3 separate regions of the Gossypium hirsutum genome follow, and all the other regions are linked to region 2. Evidence: chromatin contacts called from public Hi-C data. All regions are on one chromosome and are shown on one strand. The core of a region is the stretch at or near the end of the contact, and the rest is flanking DNA. Distances in the headings are between cores, read along the strand shown.

Evidence for each region. A called contact is a pair of places that touch in the nucleus more often than the background predicts.
Region 1: a contact with region 2 is called in a Hi-C map of leaf, with 2.3 times the contacts expected there. The contact joins two enhancer-like sites. A contact is called at or near these places in 2 of 34 Hi-C or Micro-C datasets (both in leaf).
Region 3: a contact with region 2 is called in a Hi-C map of leaf, with 2.1 times the contacts expected there. The contact joins two enhancer-like sites. A contact is called at or near these places in 2 of 34 Hi-C or Micro-C datasets (both in leaf).

The regions. Positions count from the first base shown.
Region 1 is chrA04:82,758,407-82,761,106 of Gossypium_hirsutum_v2.1, forward strand. No RefSeq gene overlaps it. Among protein-coding and RNA genes, the nearest start is that of LOC121228477, 35 kb to the left of the region's middle. Within about 2 kb of position 1,410, at least 6 of the 9 cell types and tissues checked have an H3K27ac peak or open chromatin away from gene starts, as enhancers often do. A contact at or near this core is called in leaf, where this site is marked.
Region 2 is chrA04:82,914,026-82,916,725 of Gossypium_hirsutum_v2.1, forward strand. No RefSeq gene overlaps it. Among protein-coding and RNA genes, the nearest start is that of LOC107949381, 13 kb to the right of the region's middle. Within about 2 kb of position 1,271, at least 1 of the 9 cell types and tissues checked has an H3K27ac peak or open chromatin away from gene starts, as enhancers often do. A contact at or near this core is called in leaf, where this site is marked.
Region 3 is chrA04:82,695,026-82,697,725 of Gossypium_hirsutum_v2.1, forward strand. No RefSeq gene overlaps it. Among protein-coding and RNA genes, the nearest start is that of LOC121228520, 18 kb to the left of the region's middle. Within about 2 kb of position 1,341, at least 9 of the 9 cell types and tissues checked have an H3K27ac peak or open chromatin away from gene starts, as enhancers often do. A contact at or near this core is called in leaf, where this site is marked.

The DNA.
Region 1 (2,700 bases), core at 160-2,659, 160 kb before region 2:
TAGTGGTTGATGGTGACATGCAGTTGGTGGCGATAAGCTAGGAGCAGCGGCGACTAGAGTTAGGGTGCATAGCACTAGCTAGGGTTTCTTTTTCTTGTTTTTTCCCTAAATATTGTTTAAATTTTGGGTCATTTGGATTATTAAGGTTTTCTGATTTAGACTTGTAATTATAATAGACTTGGACCGTTTTTTATTATTTATTATTTATTATTTTAGTTTTATTTATTATTTTTTAGTATTTAGGTTTCGAGCCCGGACTAAATTGGCCATTACAAGCTAAATACTTTTCAAATTTTGATTTTTTAAGCGCAAAGACTAGGGAATCTGTCATCCTACACTTGGAAAAGCATTTGGGCAACGAGTGGATTGTTACAGGAGGGGATGTGTTGGAACGTTGGTACGAATAAGATTTTAATAGCTTAGGATGCATGGATACCCACGGCAGTCAATTACAAACTAAGTAGTAGTATCAATAATAACAATATATCTATGATTGCGGAGTTGATTGATAACAATAGCAGAGAATGGAAAATAGAGGTTATTGCCAATACCTTCTCGGAAGCAGATGCGACCAGGATACAGTGAATCCCTTTGGCGAAGGCAAGACACAATGACATGTTGGAGAGGAGAGGTGAGCCATTAGGGGAAAAAACTATTACAAAGTAGGTTTTTCAAATCCTAATGTTAATTATTTACAAACCAATTTTAGAGAATTTTACAAGAAATTGTAGAACCTAAAACTCCCGACTAAAATCAAAATTACAATCTGGAGGATCTCTTCTAATTTCATTCCTACTCTATCAAATGTGTTACAAGGGATTAGTGGCCACCCGGTGTAGAGGGGCAGATGAGACTCTGGACCATACATTTCGAGAGTGCCCTATAATAGTGAAAGTGTGGACAATATTAAATTTCACATGGGTTTTGACAAAGGCCAGATTTGGACAGTATTGAGTGGCTTGCCTGGGTTGCCAAAGAAAGCTCAACGTTCCAACCAAGGCTATTCTGTCGTGCTTTATGGGCTCTTTGGACTGATAGAAACAAGAGAGTGCATGCAAGGAATGCTGCGGGAGAGGTTCTGGTATCAAGATCGATTTTGCATGATGATATGGGGTTTGTGTCTGCAGCAAAGGCCCTTGCGTTCTCATGGGCAGTGCAAACGGGGGTGGAAATGGCTCTCCCTAGTTTTGCTGCGCGAAAAATGGGGGATGAATGGCTAAGAGAACTCGATTGAGTTGAAGCTTGCGCAGAAAAGGTCCTTAGAGAGAAGAACGTTAAAAATGGTGAAGTGAAGATAAGGAAATGCATTCTTTGGGAACTGAAACTGACAAACTTGAAACGTGATATGCATTGATGGGAATGGGTGTCAGTTAACAGTTTTGATTGGGCTGAGTTTTCTTTAATTAATTTTGACTTGGTTGTTGGGGTGTTTAGTTTTACTCTTAAAGGCTTAGGGTCGGACTGTTTTGCCTTGGGCTGAACTTTTGTCTTTGGGTTAGTTTTATATAATTAATAAAAGCCCAGTCTGATATTATTTCAAAAAAAATTCTTATTTTGGAAAAAAAATTTAAAACTCTAAATTTTCCCCTAAATTTATTTTTTGTTGCATTTTTCAAATCCGATTTTTCAACAATAGGGTAGGAACTTTTTCTGATAAATTGAAATTGCATTGCATTTATAAGCATTTGTATTGCGGAAAATGTCGAGATATTATGATAATGAGTTAATTTAAAATATCGAAATTTCGAGTTGCTATTCAAATTGTGTTTATCGTTTGAACATTGAGATATTATGTTGATGAAAATGATCGGATTTTCTAATATTCTATATTTTTAATTTATTGTGATTTATTCTATGAACTGATATTTTGTATGCTTTGTCTACTATTTGCACCAATTTTCTTGTGGTGAAACTCATATTGATTTTCATAGCTCATTTCCTTTTTTATTTTTCCATCTTTACAGATAACCCACCAGATTAGGATGCAGGCGCAACATTTGGAAGGTCTAGGCTCGATTTTATTTATTAAAATATTTTTAAGTTACTTTTTAATATTTTATTATTACCTAAAGACTGTTCTATTTTATTTTGAAATTGTATCGCTTTATTCGAATTGTGGCATAAGATTTAGTATTCAGGTTTTATTTGAGGCATGCATGACATTTAAATCATTTAAATTATTAGAATATTAATATTTATTTAATTATGTATGGAACATGGTTTCCTTTGAAAATCACGTTAGTATCACTTTTCCGCAGTGAAGTTGTAAATGTGTTATGTTAAGTACATAATTTAGAAAATTAAGTAAGTTTTCAAAGGTAAACACCGTAAAAAAGAAAATGTTAAACTTAACCCTTTTTTTAAAAAAACTTTCCATTGTTTATAAAAATGGAAAAAAAATTCTTCTAAAATAAATAAATAAATATTTTAAATTGATTGTTTTATAAACTTTTGTTGTACTAGTCATCTAGGTGGCCGATGTAATCTCTCAAATTCGGGTTTAACATCTAGGCCAAGTTAGGGAGGTTATAGGCAAAATCTTGGTAGACAAATAGAGTTGTTATATAGAGGGTTGACTGTAAAATTGATTTAATATTTTTCACATTAAGTAAGAAGTAGCTACCTATCAATATATCTTATTCAATACTTTTTTGTTGAAACATTTATATTAAATAAAAATTTAAAATGATTATCAAACAT
Region 2 (2,700 bases), core at 21-2,520:
TGATAAGCTTAACAAAGTGTTCATGTCATGCGGGATAGCTTGAATGGTCTTGTAATTGGCTAAATGGATATATTGATATGTGTTTAGGATGGTTTTGTGCAGGTTTGGATGGCCATTTATGCACCATTTTAGGCAAATGGTTTGGCTTGGCACGAAATAGGTATCAAATGGTTTTATTTTACCAAAATAGAATCCTCGTTGCAACCTCGGCCAACAGCCTATGACTTCTTGACGTAAAGTGGTCCGACGTCGTGACGTGACTCATTGTTTGCCGACGTCATGACGTGGGAATGGATTGTCACGACGTGGAGTCCAAATTTTCTAAACTTTTTATTTTGGTTCTAATTCATGCCCGAGTCATCAATAGAGCTTCTGTAAGCTCGATTTATATTTGAATGACATCATATGATCACGATTGAGATTCAAATTATTATTGCATGATTATTTTTATGTTTGTAGTTTTGATTACAATAGTAACATCCCATAGCTTAATTCGGCGACCGGACCAGGTTAGGGGTATTACAGGTGTCAAAATCTCAACCTTGTTATTGACAATACACTAAATTAATCTTAAATATTATAATTTAATCATCTTAGTATTTAATACCAATTAAGAAATTATGTAAAAATATATTAATAAAATATTTTTTAGAAAAGTTATACATATATTTAAATGAATGATAGATTTTTAAAAGAAGATAGTATGTTTTTTTAAGGGTGTTTTTCTTTTAGAGGTGGTTTATTTTAAATAGTAGTTTAAGTTATTTTATTTTGAAATTTTATATAAAATTGTAAAAAAATGCTCATGAAATAATTATTTTTATTTTTATTTAAAAATCTTTACAATTTTTTAATACGATTTTTTAATTAAGTTGATATATAATTAATTTAAGGTAACAACTTAGCTAGAGTTTTATAATATTATTTATTATTGTGGCTTTAGTGTTGGTGTCAATGTCAATATATGAGGATATAGATTCGAGCGCGTTGAAACAAATTTATTCTTCGATTTAAGAGTTAAAAAAGATTATAAGTAATTCTAAGTATTATATATAAAAAATATAATTTATTATGAAAATTTATAACATAATAATAAATATAACTATAAATTATATAATAAATAATAATAAGAGCTAACAATTATACATAATATTAAACATATTATAAATAAATAATAAATATCCTTCTAAAAGTTGGGCTCGTTGGCTATATAGATCATAAATAAGGTCTGAAGTGAGGCCCACTCTAACTCATATAGACTCATACAGATTGGATATGGGCTCAAGATGAAAAATGAGATATATAATGACTGCCTTTTATGAAAAGTGATTGTGTTGAATTACAAATTAAACTTAATGATTTTTTTATATCAAATAAAGAGAAGGAGATTGGATTGTTTAGATCTAATCTGGGGGTTTTAAATTAATACAAGTTTTTTACCACTGAATAACTGGTTTTAATTCACTCTTACAAATAATCTTATTTAAGGTTTTAAGTAAATAAAGGGATAAGACAATGACTTAATGAGGGAAGACAGACTGAAGGTACGGGGAAAAGAGTTTGTTTTCGGACAAGAGTTAGGGTTGAGAAAGGAGTAGTACGTAGTGTGTATGAGTTGTGGCATGACCTTTTTATAGTGGAGGACAAGCTTAATTATGTGTCTTTAGATTACTGATATGAAAGTCTAATTTGATACGATACTTTTAGTAGTGATGGTGATACTACATCCTAGGATGAGACACTTTAGGATGACTGGTAATAAATTATCTTGAGTCTCCACATGGCCCTCATACAATCTCGAGAGAGATACACAAGTGCTCAGCTTCCAAGTTTGCCAAACTGAGGTTCGCTAACTAACTCAAAGTCTGTTGTGTTGTTAGCTCCATTGAAAGACACGTGTTAGATTCTCTATGAGTTTACTGTAAGATCCATGGAGTATACTGTGAGGTCCATGAGATCCATTATATAAGGTATAACAATTTTTTTTTTTGAGAAAGTGTTAACTAATTTTTTTTAAAAATAAATTTAAGAAATAAATTCATAAAATTGGAAACCATACAATTTTTTTTTAATCTTTATGCCTATAAAAGAAAAGTTAGTTGTTAACGCGTAAATAGACAAAATAATTTATTTGGTCCTCTAAATATAAAAAAAATCGTTTTAGTTTTCTATTTAATTTTTCGTCTTTTTAACTCTTAAATTTATGCTATTTGTCAAATTATTCTAAAATGAATTAAAAAGTTAACGTCTATTGAATGTGCTAATGTACACGTAGATGCCAAATCAACAATTAATTAATTTTTTTAAAATTTAGAAAGTTGTAAAAATTATTTAAAAATTAAAAACTATTAAAATAATTAAAAAATATAAAAATATATTTTTAATTTTTTAAAATTAGTTAATTGCTAACATGAAATACATGTGGATTGCTATGTCAGCAGAGTTAACCAACGTTAATTTTTTCATTTATTTTGGAGTGATTTGATAAATAATACAAATTTAAGAGTTAAAAAAAGTGAAATTTTAAATAAAAACTAAAATATATTTTTATAAAATAAAAAGGTAAAATAAATATTATGCCAAATATATATAATTATCTATACTTACATATTTGTCTTTTTTTAATAGAATTGACATTTTTGTTAAAATAAAAAAAATCAAAAAATGTGTGTATATAATTAAACATGCCATCAAAGGCAA
Region 3 (2,700 bases), core at 91-2,590, 220 kb before region 2:
GAATTTAATGATGTATAAATCAAACATAAATACCAATATATATCTATATACGTATAATAATAATGTAAAAAAAATATAAGACATGTGAGATTTTTCTTTAAATAACATCAATGCATACTATGTAAATAAGTTTAAAAGAAATTACGTATGCAAAATAAAATAAGATTAATAATATACATAGAATATAAAAGGAGAGTAAAAAAATATATAATAAGATATGAGATCAGGAAACACTTATATATATATAATAGATTTAAAAAATATATATATACATAAATAAATTTAGAAAAAAATATATGCGAGAATGACATGGGATTAAATATGTATATAAAATTAAACTAATTTTACTATAAATTATACATGTACAAACATAAAAACGTTTGAATGAAATATTACATAAAATGTTAATATGATATAAGAAAGAACTTAAAAATGACGATTTTATAAAAAAAAACAAAGTAAAGTTATCAAAATAGGTCAACACATGTATGAAAATATTAAGAACTTTAAAATAATAAGTATTTTAAATGGAAAGTTCAATTAAAATAGCATATATGTACAAATATATATACAAAAATGTTTGAATGAGATACTATACAATATATTAAAATAATACAATATAAAGAATTTCAAAACAATAATTTTATAAGCACAAAGATGGATTTTAAAACAACAATTTAGCCATTAACATAATATATGTACAAATATACACAAAATATTTAGATGAGACATTATACAAAAATATTAAAATAACATGATAAAACAAACTTCAAAATAATTATATAGATGAAAACAAAGCGAAATAATTTAAATAGATTAACAAATATACCTAGATTGATTTTAAAAATATTAATATTTCCAAATAGAAAGCTCAACTAGATTACTATATGTACACAAGTATATATAAAAACATGTAAACAAAATATTTTACATAATGCTGAAATAATATAATGTAAAATTTCAAAGCAATGATTCTTTTAAACAAAGTTAAAATTATTAAAGTAGCTTTCTTTAAAAATATTAAGTGAATATTCTTAAAACAATGAATTATATAAATGAGGGCTTAATAAAAATAAATTTAAAATGAAAGGGACAATTTACAAATAAAATAAGCGAATGGAATTAAAACAAGGATCGGTACAAAACATGCTCAAATGCTCAAGGACCTAAGCTGGAAACACTCCAAACCCCAAAACGCAGCACCTAGGCGCGGACCAAAATGAAATAGCACACAAATTTTTAGGGAAAACTTAAAAGAAATAAATAAGATGCCAATAGGGGTCTGCTGAAATGCGGCGCGAAAAGGGAGGACCTAGCTCGCAATTACCCTTTTCAGCAGAAACACGCGGATCCCAGGGGTAAAGGGGACGGATCGGATTGGGTTTAACGGGTGGTCCAAAACGGCCACCCAAAAACGGCGTTGTTTCCAGGGTTGTATTTAAGCCCATTTTTTTTAGAAAATTTCATTTGCAGCCTCCTCTCTAAAAAAAATCTGAGATTCCCCTAACTCTCTCCCTTCTCTCCCTGTGGTCGACCAAGGAGACACCCAAATCTCCGTCCATCGTACCACCCCTGTACCCGGCGGTCAACAGTGCGCGAGGGTGGGCATTAAGCCCCATTTCAAGGCGCGTTTGAAGGTCACAACGCCTTCAATCCTCGAAAGAGCAAGGAGAATGGTTCGTACCCCCTTTTGGGTTCGAACGCGACAACGACGAAAAGCCCTCCGACGAAGCGGTCATGGGGCAGTTTCGGTGAGTTTTTACTCCCTTTTTATTTTTTTGTTTAAAAGATTTATAAAAAAAATGAAAGCAAAAATAAAATATGAAGAACGAAAAGAAAACGAGATTGGAATCGACCTTTGCTCGTATTTTGCTCTTTGATTCCTTAATAGTCTGTGTCTATTACATTTTTGTGCTTGTGGCTATATAGCCGAATACAAATGCTTTAGTCTAATCTTTGTTACTGTTTTGCTTCGTTTCTGCTTCCTGTCCTTTGTTGCCTTTTTTGTTCTATTTCTGCTTCTTTTTTCTTGCAGGTAAGGTCAACGAGGCTGCAGATGGCCGTTTTGGTGCAACGGGGCCGAATCTCGGGCGTTGTGCGTGCCGAGGGCGCACATGGAGGCACGGCGCCTTAAGCATATTAGGGTTTCTGTGTTGTTTTATTTTTTTGGACTATTTTTCTAGGCTAGGTTTTTAGTTTGGGCCTGTATTTTGCTTGGGTCTTGTAATGAAATGGACTATTTATTATTTTGGTTTTGGGCCGGGCAAATTAAGCCTCTTACAGTCAATTTATACCTTTTTTTTCTAATATATAGGAGTTAATTTACTCGTTTTTAATAAAAGGATAAAATACAATCTCTCTTTTTTTTACGGATATGTATACTTTTTATTTAAGCTACCAGGAAATGTAGAGATTCCGATTGGTTGGGCTCAAAGTATTTAATTGATACAGCTAAATAGGAGCGGGATAGGGCCAGTTCGGGTTTGGAAATATAGAGTTGAGTCAGGTGCGGCGGCGGGCAAAGCACCTGCTTTATGCATTCTTTCTCTAAGCAATAATATGATGATAGAAATGTCAAGGTTTCACAAGTTTATCGGTTCCTTTCAGAATGTTTATTGTTCTTGTATCGATCTAGATAATCACAGGTTTTTGCGTTGAAGAACCATAATTCTCACAGAGACAGAGCAGTAGCCGCAAAAG